2 separate regions of the Anser cygnoides genome follow, and region 1 is linked to region 2. A link is a contact called in public Hi-C data. All regions are on one chromosome and are shown on one strand. Each heading gives the region's core, a stretch centred on a gene start, on an enhancer-like site or on the middle of the called end of the contact. The rest is flanking DNA. Distances are from core to core; before and after follow the strand shown. Region 1 overlaps SHLD2 (shieldin complex subunit 2). Region 2 holds the start of LOC106032017 (adipogenesis regulatory factor-like).

Region 1 (5,214 bases), core at 1,316-3,815, 53 kb after region 2:
TAAATAACCATCTTGGAGTGAAATTAACAAGCTCAGTTATAGATAGGCTTTCAGATCAATACTGTAGTTCTGTATTAAGACTTAAACAGTATGTGGTGATAGGAAGGAGATGATAATGTTGAAGTAAGGGATGACAAAAACGGGATCTGTTATGGCCTGTCCTATTCATTTTCCCAGTTAACCCTATGTATATGTACTCCCATTCTCCCGCATGCGTGTTCTCTTGATTTCTTGGTAGGTCCACTGGCTTAGTCTAAAACAATCCATTCAAGTCTCCTTGTGTTGCCAGTGCACTAGAAGAAATACAATCTTAGGTCCATATGGTATATCCCTTACTCAGATATAGAGTATTAGACAGCTCCTGTTATGAATTGCTTCGCTTAATTTCTTCTGACAGTCTATTTTCCATAGGGCTGTTCTTAACACATGCACATCTGTATACTGGGACCAAGCACCTTATTGATTGGGTGGGTAGGTGCTGTTGCTGATGCTGATTCACATGTAGCACCAGCAAGGGTTGTTGGTATTGCTGAGGTCATTTTTCTCTTTTCTTGCCCAAGTTGCAATCAAATGTGTAATATGTTCATCTCTTAATCCCAGAGTTGTTTCAGATTCGAAAAGTGTATGAAACTGTCACTACGTTGCTTGCAGTTGGTTCAATTTTACTTTTTTTTTTAAACCAGGTACTGCTACTGAACAAAGTAAAACTTCAGTACTGAGGGAAAACTTGAGCAGCATGGTAAAGGTGTCAGAAGATTTTCCAGTGATATAATAATCCTGTATGTAGTGGTTTATTTCATTTTTTCCTTTGACAAATATCTTAAGGGATATTCTTTTCAAGCATCATAGGGGATAACTTTATTCAAAAAAGATACTATAGTTGGAATTTAATTAGAGGTTGATACCCTGAAGGTGTCTGTTAAGAACTCAGTTTTTCTGTTCTAAGGTCAGTGAAACTGTCTTCATACTACAGATAGCAGTATAGAATTAACCGTGCAAATAAGAGGGAGGTAAAAAGCTTACAGTAAAATTTAAGATTCAGAAGTTAAAGAATATCCTACTTATAGGTATTTGTTATCTAAAGGGCTAGCATTTGAGCAGGTGATGGCCAGTGTTTCTTTTGCATATTACAGGAATCGTGTTACGAACTACTTAAAGGTTAAGAAGTTCAACATCAAATCAAAGCTGCAAGTTAAATGCACACACTTTTTAGTTTTACCTCAAAGCTTTGGGGTTTGTAGGTGGTAAGAATTTCAGAGAGGAAAAGAAGCTACATGTTTGCATTATACTTCTTTAACCCTATATCTTCTGATACATTACTGTCTGTATTTGTGTATGTTTAATGTATAAGGCCATATTGTGTAACAGACATATGAAGAAATTGCTACTGAGAGGTGGAACTCCTGCAGTTTACTTTCCATATGTAGGGCAGTGAAACCTTGATTAAAATCGTATTTGGATATAGTTTTTGAAAACGGGTTTAGGCATTTGGCTATTGTTAAGACTGATAGGCAGCTGAAGCTGTCACACACACACACACACACACACTTTTAAATTACCTTGGCTGAATGCTTAAGTGATTGTCATGGTGAGTTGATACCATTAATGAGAAGTGAAATAAGGAATAGAAGTTATCTTTTAAGGTAATTTAAGGGCATTAATTTAGCTTCGCACAAGGTTTCTGGGGTATTTCACTATTGGATGAAAAATTTTCAAGCTACTTTGAAAAGTATGTCTTATGCATAGCAAATGACTAGAGATGAATAAACTGCTAGTGACAGTTGTACTTATTAAATACTGTTAATTTAAAAATTCCCATACTAGTGTGTAGGTTGGAGGACATATGTGCCATAATGTATTTCTTGTCATAGGTGTATTACTCCTTAGTTGCAGTGTCTTGCAAATGTAAAAGTTGCTGATGTAGTTAGTGTTTTTAAAAGATCATTGACCCGTCAATCAGACTCTGACCATTTCAGAGATAAAAAGCTAGGCTTCCATTGGCTCTATGAATAGAGCACCTTTTCACAAATTAAGAAATGGTGTAATAATTAACAGGCATAATGGATATGTGCGTTCAGGTTTTGGTTATATCTTTATGAGCTTTAGCTCCTGTTATCTTAGCAGTTAACCCCCTGTCCACCCACGGATCCTTTAAATAAGTGATAAAAATGAATCATTTTGTGGCAGTGATATGCTGGTAATATGGTTAGACTGATAGTTTTCTTTATTTTAGAAGACTTGTAATAGTCTGGAAGAAGAATTAAAGCAAGACAAGTTTAATAACTAATTAAATAAGTACTAACTCTGTTCTAAAGATAGCATAAAAATGATTGTTTAAAGAATTTTACATATGGAAAACTTATACAAACTTAAAAGCATTTTTTTAATTTACAGATGTAAATGATTATAAGTACGGATGATTACTGATACTGCAGCTGGTGTTTTTAATGTAACAAACCACTCAAATTGCCAAAGCAGGTCCCTTGCTAGTGGACCTATTAGGTGAGTCAGGAAGTAGATACTAATCATTCCTAAGATCTTAAGAATTGAAATTGAAGGCTTTGGAAATATAAATGCTTCAGTTTCAAAAAGTCATCAAGTAATAGAAAGATTCAATTGCTTTGATGTAGTATCCTTATACTGTTTAAAGGTATGAATCAGGAAAAAACACCTAAGTTTAGAGAATTTTTGGAATTGGAAAGTTAAGGAAAACTTTCTGAAATTACATATAACATCATTAAAGAGGACCGAAAAAAAAAAAGTACCCCAAAGAGATGGTTAAAGGGGATGAGAGGTTTAGCCACAAGAATATTATTTTTAGTAAGAAGAATGTATCTAGTTGAATCTCAAGGATAAACATAGATTTTTATTAAGACCACAAGTATGGCAAGAAGATACTAGCTTTGTCTAATTGAGACTGCATAAAGAGTAAAGAGTTTGTTTTCCATATACGGGGTGTGTGTGTGTGGAGATGGTGGAAGTGGGGCTATTGAGATGCATTTAGGTTTGTATTTTATTGCTTTTGTAGGTTGACAAAATTTGTCTTTTAAAAAAAATTTTTTTTGCTTGATAATCAAAAAATGAAGCTAGTTCCCATGGTTTTAGTCATAGGGATTTTACAGAATTACAAATATAAAAACAAATACTGCTCTTCAGTAATTTTTTCCTTGAAGTGTTAAACAGAGTAATTTATTATTCAACATGATTTATAGGAAGAATGCATTTGAAATATAGTACGGGATACCTCTGCTGGAAGTAGGGTCAAGTACAACTACATTTCTAGGATCTTAAACTTATTTTCCTACTGACTAACTTCCAGTATTGAAAAGACATGCTTAGCCCATGAAATACGTAGTTACATAAAAGCCTGCCTTTAGTACTGTTTTCTTCTTAGCTATAAGGTGCAAGAACTTGCTTTAGTACAATACAAGAAGCCCGGAATTACATTCACAAGAGGCAGTCTAAGACATGACAGTTCTTAATGTTGAGTACTTTATGCTATGTATGCTATGGTATCTATTGGTATAAGCAATAGCTTATAGCCTCTAACCATATTATTCTAATTCTCACTTACTCAGCATCCAAAGTGCCCTTCCATTGTCCTCATAACTCATCAAACACTCAGTGGATTCACTGACGGTGCAGTTGAATCTGTTTTTCCTCGTAAGAAAACTTAGAGCTCTGTTTCTTAGAGGCTTAATCTGAGGGTAAGGAAAATAGGTATGCAAATTATTTTGACCTGATCACATTATAATGAATTATTAACTTAATAAACTTATAATTAAATTAATAAACACATTATAATTAATATTTCTGAGATTTGATATACAAATGCTTGAGAGTTTTTGCAGAATTTAGATAAGCCTCTGAAATCTCTTCCAGGTTAAAAAGACATGTAACAGACAGACTGGGACAAGATTGAATCTTACACCTGTGGCAGGTCAGTATTCAGTCCTCGTAGCAGCTAGGCTGTTGAAATGAAAGAACTGTTCCTCATTGGACAAAGCCCAATTTGGCATTATTTCACTGATCTCTTAAGTTCTTTAGGAATAGCATAGATCTGTGTCAGATTTTAAGCACTTTTGTATTACACATGGAGAATAAAACTGTTTCCTTTTTCATTTGAACCTTTTATTCACTTGAGCCTCCTTATTAGTAGACATTGTTCCATTATAGGGTATCTAAGGTTATCCATATGTAACCAAAGCAACTGAACTAAAAAAAAAAAAAGCTGATATTAGACAACACATTTTGAAATGAAAGAAATAATTTAATCTTACCAGTTGGGTTGCAGCTCTAAAGTTCACATAAAGTAAGGATAACAAATTCTGTTTGTTGTAGTGGATCTGTTCCTGAAATTGTTTTAACTCATGTATTGGGGAGACTTTTGCCTCTTACCTGCAAAAATTAACATCACTTAACTTCTTTAAGGATTCAACCTTACTGTCACTGTTTTTCCTTTCTTACCTGATATGTTATTGTGCTGAACTGTTCATTCTGTCTTTTTTTGCTGAGTTGTGTATTATTCTATAATTATGTAATATAAGGCTTTCAAAAATATAATTGTCCTTTAAAAGCTGTTTTATGAGCATAAATTTAAATGTATAACTGGAGAAATTTGGATACTGTATGCCAATGTAAGTGTTACTCGTTATGGAAAACTGCAACACTAGTTCCTCTGTTTTGTGGCTTCCTTTGTATTACGTTGACATACTTAATTTCAGCAGTTGTACACTGGTTTTCTAGTTGCATCTATAATATACCTGAGTTTAGTGTTCCAGGATGTTTGTAGTTTTTTCTGTTACTATGAGCTTTGTGAATGTGCAGATTTATTGACCCCTAGTGGATTGTGAACAAAATGTCTGTTAATTTAATAAGTGTTAAATGAAAAACGCAAAAATTTTTGATTTGTTGTATCTTTTAATGTTCTTTCTTCTGCTTGCAGATGGATTAGTTCCTGAATTTCTCTGCTGGTGTTCTGTTTTCTACCTCTGCAGAATTCCCTACTGCAGTAATTTATTAACAACACTGCCAAAACTTATAAACGTGTAGTTAGGTGTCTGCATTTTAATGCATAAAATGCTTGTAGCTGTAGCTGAGTATTTTAAAATGACAATATAGCAGATAACTTAAAAATCTAGGGTTTCTGTTTTGTGGTGTGTAAGGTAGATAACTTTTTAATAATCTTAGAAGTGTTTTGAACTTCAACAGTAT
Region 2 (5,857 bases), core at 618-3,117:
TTTTATGAACTCCTTGTATCCACTTCAGCTTTGCCTGCAGCAGTCCATTCACTAGGGCTGCTCCCCTGATTGCCATCAGTGGTAGCAATAGGGACAACTAAGCCTGTAATCCTAAAGGATGAAATACCAGAACTGAGTCTACTGTCTCAGCTGCTCCTAGTAACTTTTCCCAAACTCATTATTATTTAGTAAAGATGTACAAAATCCAGAAAGTCTTCTCTGCAACATAAAAAAGGTATATTTTCTATTTTCCAGACGTTTTTCCGTTTTCTTGTCGAGCAACTCCCATTTCCCCCAGGCAGTTGCACTCTGTACTGTTTCCCTGCAGTTTCCCTCTCCGGCCACGGTGTGGAGCAGGAGCCCACGGCTGCCAGCCGGGGCCACGAAGCTGGTTTCACGCCCAACCCCACTTCCACGGGCAGTTTGCAGCTTGCCCCCGAGCCCTGTGGCAGCAGCACCTTGTTCTGCCGCTGTCCGGAGGAAGCCCCTCGGCCTTTGTGCATGCAGGGGCCACAGAGGCAATGCCTATAGTTTCCCTTTTGATAGGAAATATCAAAATATTCAGATAGGAAATTGCCAGGAATTTCAGGCAAGCAATTCCTGTTCATGAGTACCTACTTCTTCCCATTTAAAAGTAGTTTGAAGATACATTTTTTCCCTTTTTGAACAACTTGCAGACCTACCCCAGCAAGAACCACTTCCCTTCAAGCATTTCTAGCGCTCAGGGTTACTTTTAGGAGCTGGGCCAGCAGAGCGTGTGTTAAACCTAGATGGCAGAGAACACAAACGCTCTGTGCAGCAGGCTGGCTTGCATGCCTGGGGAGGCATTCAGTGTTAAACATTAACTGAGCCCTGGCTAGGGGAAGCCACGGCTGCATCTCCTGCTGGGCTCAGCATAGCCAGCCCCGTAGCTGGCCACCAGAATGGCACTGCCTCAGTTTCCCCAGTTCCTGCTCTCATGCCTGCTTGCTTTAGCTTCTGGCTCTGTCACGTGCCCAACCCAGGGCACATGGGTTTATGAAACACAGCCTCCGTCCTGCAGGACTCACCCTCCCAAATCAGCCTCTGTGCCATCAGCATGGCACCCACCGCGCCCCTGGCCCTGCAGCCCTGCTGGCCCTGCACAGGCAGCCGCTGCTGCAGGCCCTGGGGCTGAGCGGTGGGACAGGGACAGGACGGGGATGGATGGGGTACAGGTGGCTGCTGGGGAAGCTGCCGGGGAGGCTGCATGCTTTGTGCTGTGCTGTTGTGTCACGACCTGAAGAAGTGCCAGTCAAACCCCACAGCCTTTCTGCTTCCCAAACAGCAGGAGCAGCACCAAGCCATGCCAATAGGAATGGAGATTTGGGGAATTCTGGCAAGCTTGGACGTTCTGCAGCCCATTCCCTCTTGTTGTCCAAGCAGCCATGACTGCTGAACTGCAGATGTTAGAGGGGCCATCCTCACCTGTTCCCTCAGGCCTCCATTTATGAACAGATCTGCCTATGAACTTGTTGAACCTTTCTTGGCATTGCCAATGCTGTCTGCTCCCAGAATCCATGGTAGCAGCAGGTTCACTGGCAGTTGCCACCTGTGGAGGATGATCTTCCCTTCAGGCTTATCTCTTACCACTTACAACAATTGCCCCCTAACCCTGGCCAGGTTTGGCAAATAGCGGCCCTGCTGTGAGCAGCGCAGGGAGCCCTTCCTGAAACTGCCTGCACCTGGGCCAAGATTGCCCCAGCTGAGCCCTGGCTGGGCAGGCCACAAAATGGCTGCTGGGGGGCCTGGCTGGGGAGGCCACAAAATGGCTGCTGGGGGGCCTGGGGGCCTGCCCGGGCAGGCCACAAAATGGCTGCCGGGGGGCCTGGCTGCAGGTGTGGGGGGAAGGCACAGCAGGAAGGTAGGAGTGCGAGGTGGGAGGTATGTGATCTGGGGGAGAAGGGGGTGGCGTGTGGTGGCAGTGGCTATCCATCACAGAGGGTGTGGGTGTCCTGCAGCCTGGGCTGGTGATGAAAGGTGCTGGATTTTTTTCTTGCATGTTCTGTTAGTATTTGCCTATGGTGGTTGACTGAGCTTGGGTCAGGTACCCGCTTGTGCCTTGGCATTTTCAGAGTGTGCCCTTAGTGCTGAAGAGGGGTGTTTTTGGTGCCTCTGTGTAAGGCAAGCTGTTGTTTTGTGAAATGTGCGAGCCTGCTGCTGGTTCGTAAGGCTTGTTGCCCTCATGAATCTTTTGCTGTGACTAAGTGGAGCAGTAGCAGTGCAGGACTAGGAAGTCGCTGTTTCCTGAAAATGGATCTAGGTGTGGATAACTAAGGATGTTGTGGAGAACAATAGGTGAATTTTTTACTGCTCTGCTGTTGTGCAATGGTTTTCCCCAGGTCAAATGCTGTTCTGGATTGTCAGAAATATTTCAGGGTTTTGCTACGTTGTATGTTGGTTCCTAACTTATGTCCAGTTCTTTTAACTTCAAGGAAAACTTCAAAACTAAATGTTTACTTTTGTCATACTGTTGTTGTTGTTTTTCTAAGTATATTTTGCTAAAAGTTGTTTTCATACATGCTGTCAGAAGATAATATGATACCGATATGTCCCTCTCTACGCTCAGAAATCCCTCTGTATCCTATATAATTGAGTGCAATGACCTATTCTATGTAAGCGAGGAACTGCAATGGTAAAATGTCTCTTTGCTATGTAAACTGGAATGGTAAAACTGGAACTGCAATGGTGAAATGTCTTTACAATTTGCATGCAGCTGGGCAAATTGTAGAGGAGCTGTTGTTCATGGAGCTAAATGTCTGGGGTAGAGAGAGGTTCTCCTAGAGCCTGCTGTGGGCAGAAGATCAGGCTGCCGGGTCAGCATTTTGTTTTAGGGTACATTACATTTTGATCTACTTTTGCAACAATTGTTTGATGAACAGAGTGAGGGATGGCTGTATGTAGTGTGGAAGGGTGCATAAAGCAATTCTACTAGAAAGCTGGTGATCTCAGCAAAATACAAGTTTGGTCACCATGGGTATGAACAGCCGGATAGCACACAGGAGCTCTCCTAGAGACAATGGAGTGGGGATGAATTGCCCTGATGCTTTCTGCCTCCTCCTTCCCCTGTCACAGCTATAATCCCTAGCACAGGGATATCTAGAGGCAGGGCCGCATCCTGCTCCTCTGGTACAGGGTAAGCAGGACATACTTGGCAGCCTCTAGCACAGCGATGGCCTGCTGCCACGTCCTGTCCTACCCAGCAGCGTGGGAGCACCGTGGTTGGGCTTGTAGTGCTTTGCTATTGGAAAAACCTGTCTGTAACTGCTCCGTGTGCTGGATCCTGCAAGCGTGCACTGTGGGGATGGAGGAAGGGTGCCAGCCGTCCATTTTCAGGCTCCCCAGCTGGATGTTGGAAATGGAGAGTTAAAATGTTATGACACACCATGAGATTATTAGGCTTGTCTAACATAACAAAGATTTCATCACGTACTTTTTTAAAAAAGCAATGTTAGCCCCGCCTGTTTCTTTTTTTAACTCTGTGTTTAAGTCTTGACTGGAGGAGGAAAAAGTCGGCAAGAATCCTCTGAAACTGGATACTTTTCTATGTAAGGCTTTGAAATACAAGAGCTCGTTTAGGCAATTCCTCAGCTGAGGATTTTGGATGTTTTTCTGCCCCCGGCAGCCTCCTGGGAAGGTTTCATAAGGACAGCTGTGGAATGCGCTCTGTTTACCAACTTCTTGCCATGGAAAAACAAAGCTTTTATTCCTGGGCTATGGAAAACTTCTGCCGATTAATCCACACCCCCTCTCTGGGGAGGAAAGCACAACAAACAGCAATGTCTCTTCACCCTTTTATGCATCGTATATTAATCACCTAACAAGGGCTCACAGCTATCCCGTGCTCCAGCCTGCATTTGCCCTCTAACTACTGGGAGGAGTTCTGCTTTGTCTATAAAAAGCTGCACTTTGCTGAACACTGTAACAGAACCAAACTTAGGGACCTGATCACCCATCCTCTGTGGAGAGAGCAGACTGAAAACAGCCATGTTTGGGATTGGGAAGAAGCTCGCTGAGGAAGCAACACAACAAGCTGAAAGTGCTGCACAGGTGGCAGGTAAATGCAAACCACTATTTCCCTCTGCCTGTACCTCTTTTTAGGTGTTGAAGTGTGTGCCCTGCTTGCACCCCAGTGGGCTTTCTGTTCTGCAGCATGGAGCAAATGTCTCACGTGTGAACTTGGCTTTATAGATGCTCTCCTCAGGGGTGTGGTTGGTATGTCTCCAAAACCCTCTGGTACTACAGTAAGGTACCAGTACTAACTACTGGTTTCTAAATACTTCTCCTGCTCACTTCTAACAAGTGGGTATCTAGATGATCTCCTGAAGAGACGACAGGACAGTAGAAAGCTGATAGAGGAGGTGAGGTGACTTAGTTAAAAACAAAAAAAAAAAAACAAACCTATGAACAGCCATGATAAATACGAGTTTTGTAGTAGTGTAATGGATTAGCTTCCTGAAGCTCTGAGGTCTTTGATCTGTTCCAGCCCAGCTGATGTTGTAGCTGCTCATGCCACTAAAAGCCTTGGTGTAATCACTGGGGCTTGGGCACCTGAGTCTTGCTGTTGTGACACTTCCAGCATTTCTCCAGAATTAAGGAGCGTGCCACTTAGGTGAGCCACTGCTGGTGAAGCCAAGCAGACTCTGTAGTGATGCAATTCCTGAGGTGTTAGTGCTTCATATAATGTGAAGGGTTGAGATTACCTAATGTCATGGAAAGTGAGTCTTGAAACTGGATACTGTGACCTCAAATGCAGTAGAAATAAGTTTTTTGTTTTTTAATATTATTTCCTAATGGGCAGATCCCCAGGCAGTGCTCAGTGAAGCAAGTGTTAAGCCTGCTACTAATTTACCATCTATTCCTGGGTCAGCTTGCTAGGAGGTGAAAGAGCCCTAACCCCACACTCACTACCCCCTATTCCTAAGAATTTGAGTTGGTTCTGAAACCAACTATGTTTATGCTGAAGCATGAAATAAACACCCCAGGAATCAAGCAGAGGGTAACCACCACTTCTTGTTTTTGAATTAAGATTCCCTCTTGCTTTTGCTGTACAGCAGCCCTAGATATGTTTTGTATTTTTTTTTTGGTGGAGGGTTTTTAATGTTCATGCTCTGTTTCTTAATATTAGAGGAACATTACTGTTTTTTTTTGCTAGAAGACTGATATGGAAATTTTAAACATGGCATTTGTCCATTTTAGCATGTCCCTTTCCCCTTTTGCCCAAAGTGCTTGATGCTGAACCATCTCTTTGGATACCAGCAGACACCTTGGGCTGAACCCCACACGCATCTTTCCAGCATGCCCCATGCTGCAGTCCAGCTTCTCTTCTGGATGGAGCAGGAGCAACAACAGGAGCTCCCAGGCACTGGCCTGACTCTGACCACTTCCATGCACTGTCGCACGCCTTGATGAGAGGCAGTAAATAAACAGCACGTGGTGCTCAACTTGTGCTGTTTCACTGCCAGTGCCGCACCCAGTCTCGGAAGTATTATCAGTAGAGGTATCCTCCAAATCCTCATTAAATGAAAACAAAAGTGGGAAGGAGGTTGTTGTGCCACTTCTTTCAAAGCAGAACAAGACTGTCCAACTGGTGGTTCTGCAACTATTAATTAAATTATCTTTGAAATATTTCAGTGGTGCCTGCATGTGCCCTGGGGGCTTAGTCCCCTGAGCCATTGCTAAGTTTAGAGTGGAACAACTGGTCTTTGCAAGCATCTAAAATTGGCACCTGCTCCAGAGCTCCTAAAGGGAGCCATGAACTTGGATGTGACCTGGGATTGGTACAGAAAGCATTTTTCTTAGCCTTGATCAGCCCGCATCATCCACCAGTTAGTAAACT

The links. A called contact is a pair of places that touch in the nucleus more often than the background predicts.
Region 1: a Hi-C map of liver shows a contact between it and region 2, with 3 times the contacts expected there. The contact joins the enhancer-like site here to the promoter of LOC106032017 in region 2. A contact is called at or near these places in 4 of 7 Hi-C or Micro-C datasets (granulosa cells and liver).

Annotation. Positions count from the first base shown.
Region 1 is chr7:31,031,991-31,037,204 of Taihu_goose_T2T_genome, forward strand. It overlaps SHLD2 (shieldin complex subunit 2), which reads left to right. Exons shown (of 13, transcript XM_067000695.1): 6 at 3,883-3,940. Among named protein-coding and RNA genes, the nearest start is that of GLUD1, 17 kb to the left of the region's middle. Within about 2 kb of position 2,566, at least 2 of the 3 cell types and tissues checked have open chromatin away from gene starts, as enhancers often do. A contact at or near this core is called in liver, where this site is marked.
Region 2 is chr7:30,980,018-30,985,874 of Taihu_goose_T2T_genome, forward strand. It overlaps LOC106032017 (adipogenesis regulatory factor-like), which reads left to right and starts at 1,868. Exons shown (of 4, transcript XR_007167415.2): 1 at 1,868-1,882; 2 at 3,644-4,075. ADIRF (adipogenesis regulatory factor) reads left to right here. Exons shown (of 6, transcript XM_067000724.1): 6 at 1-402.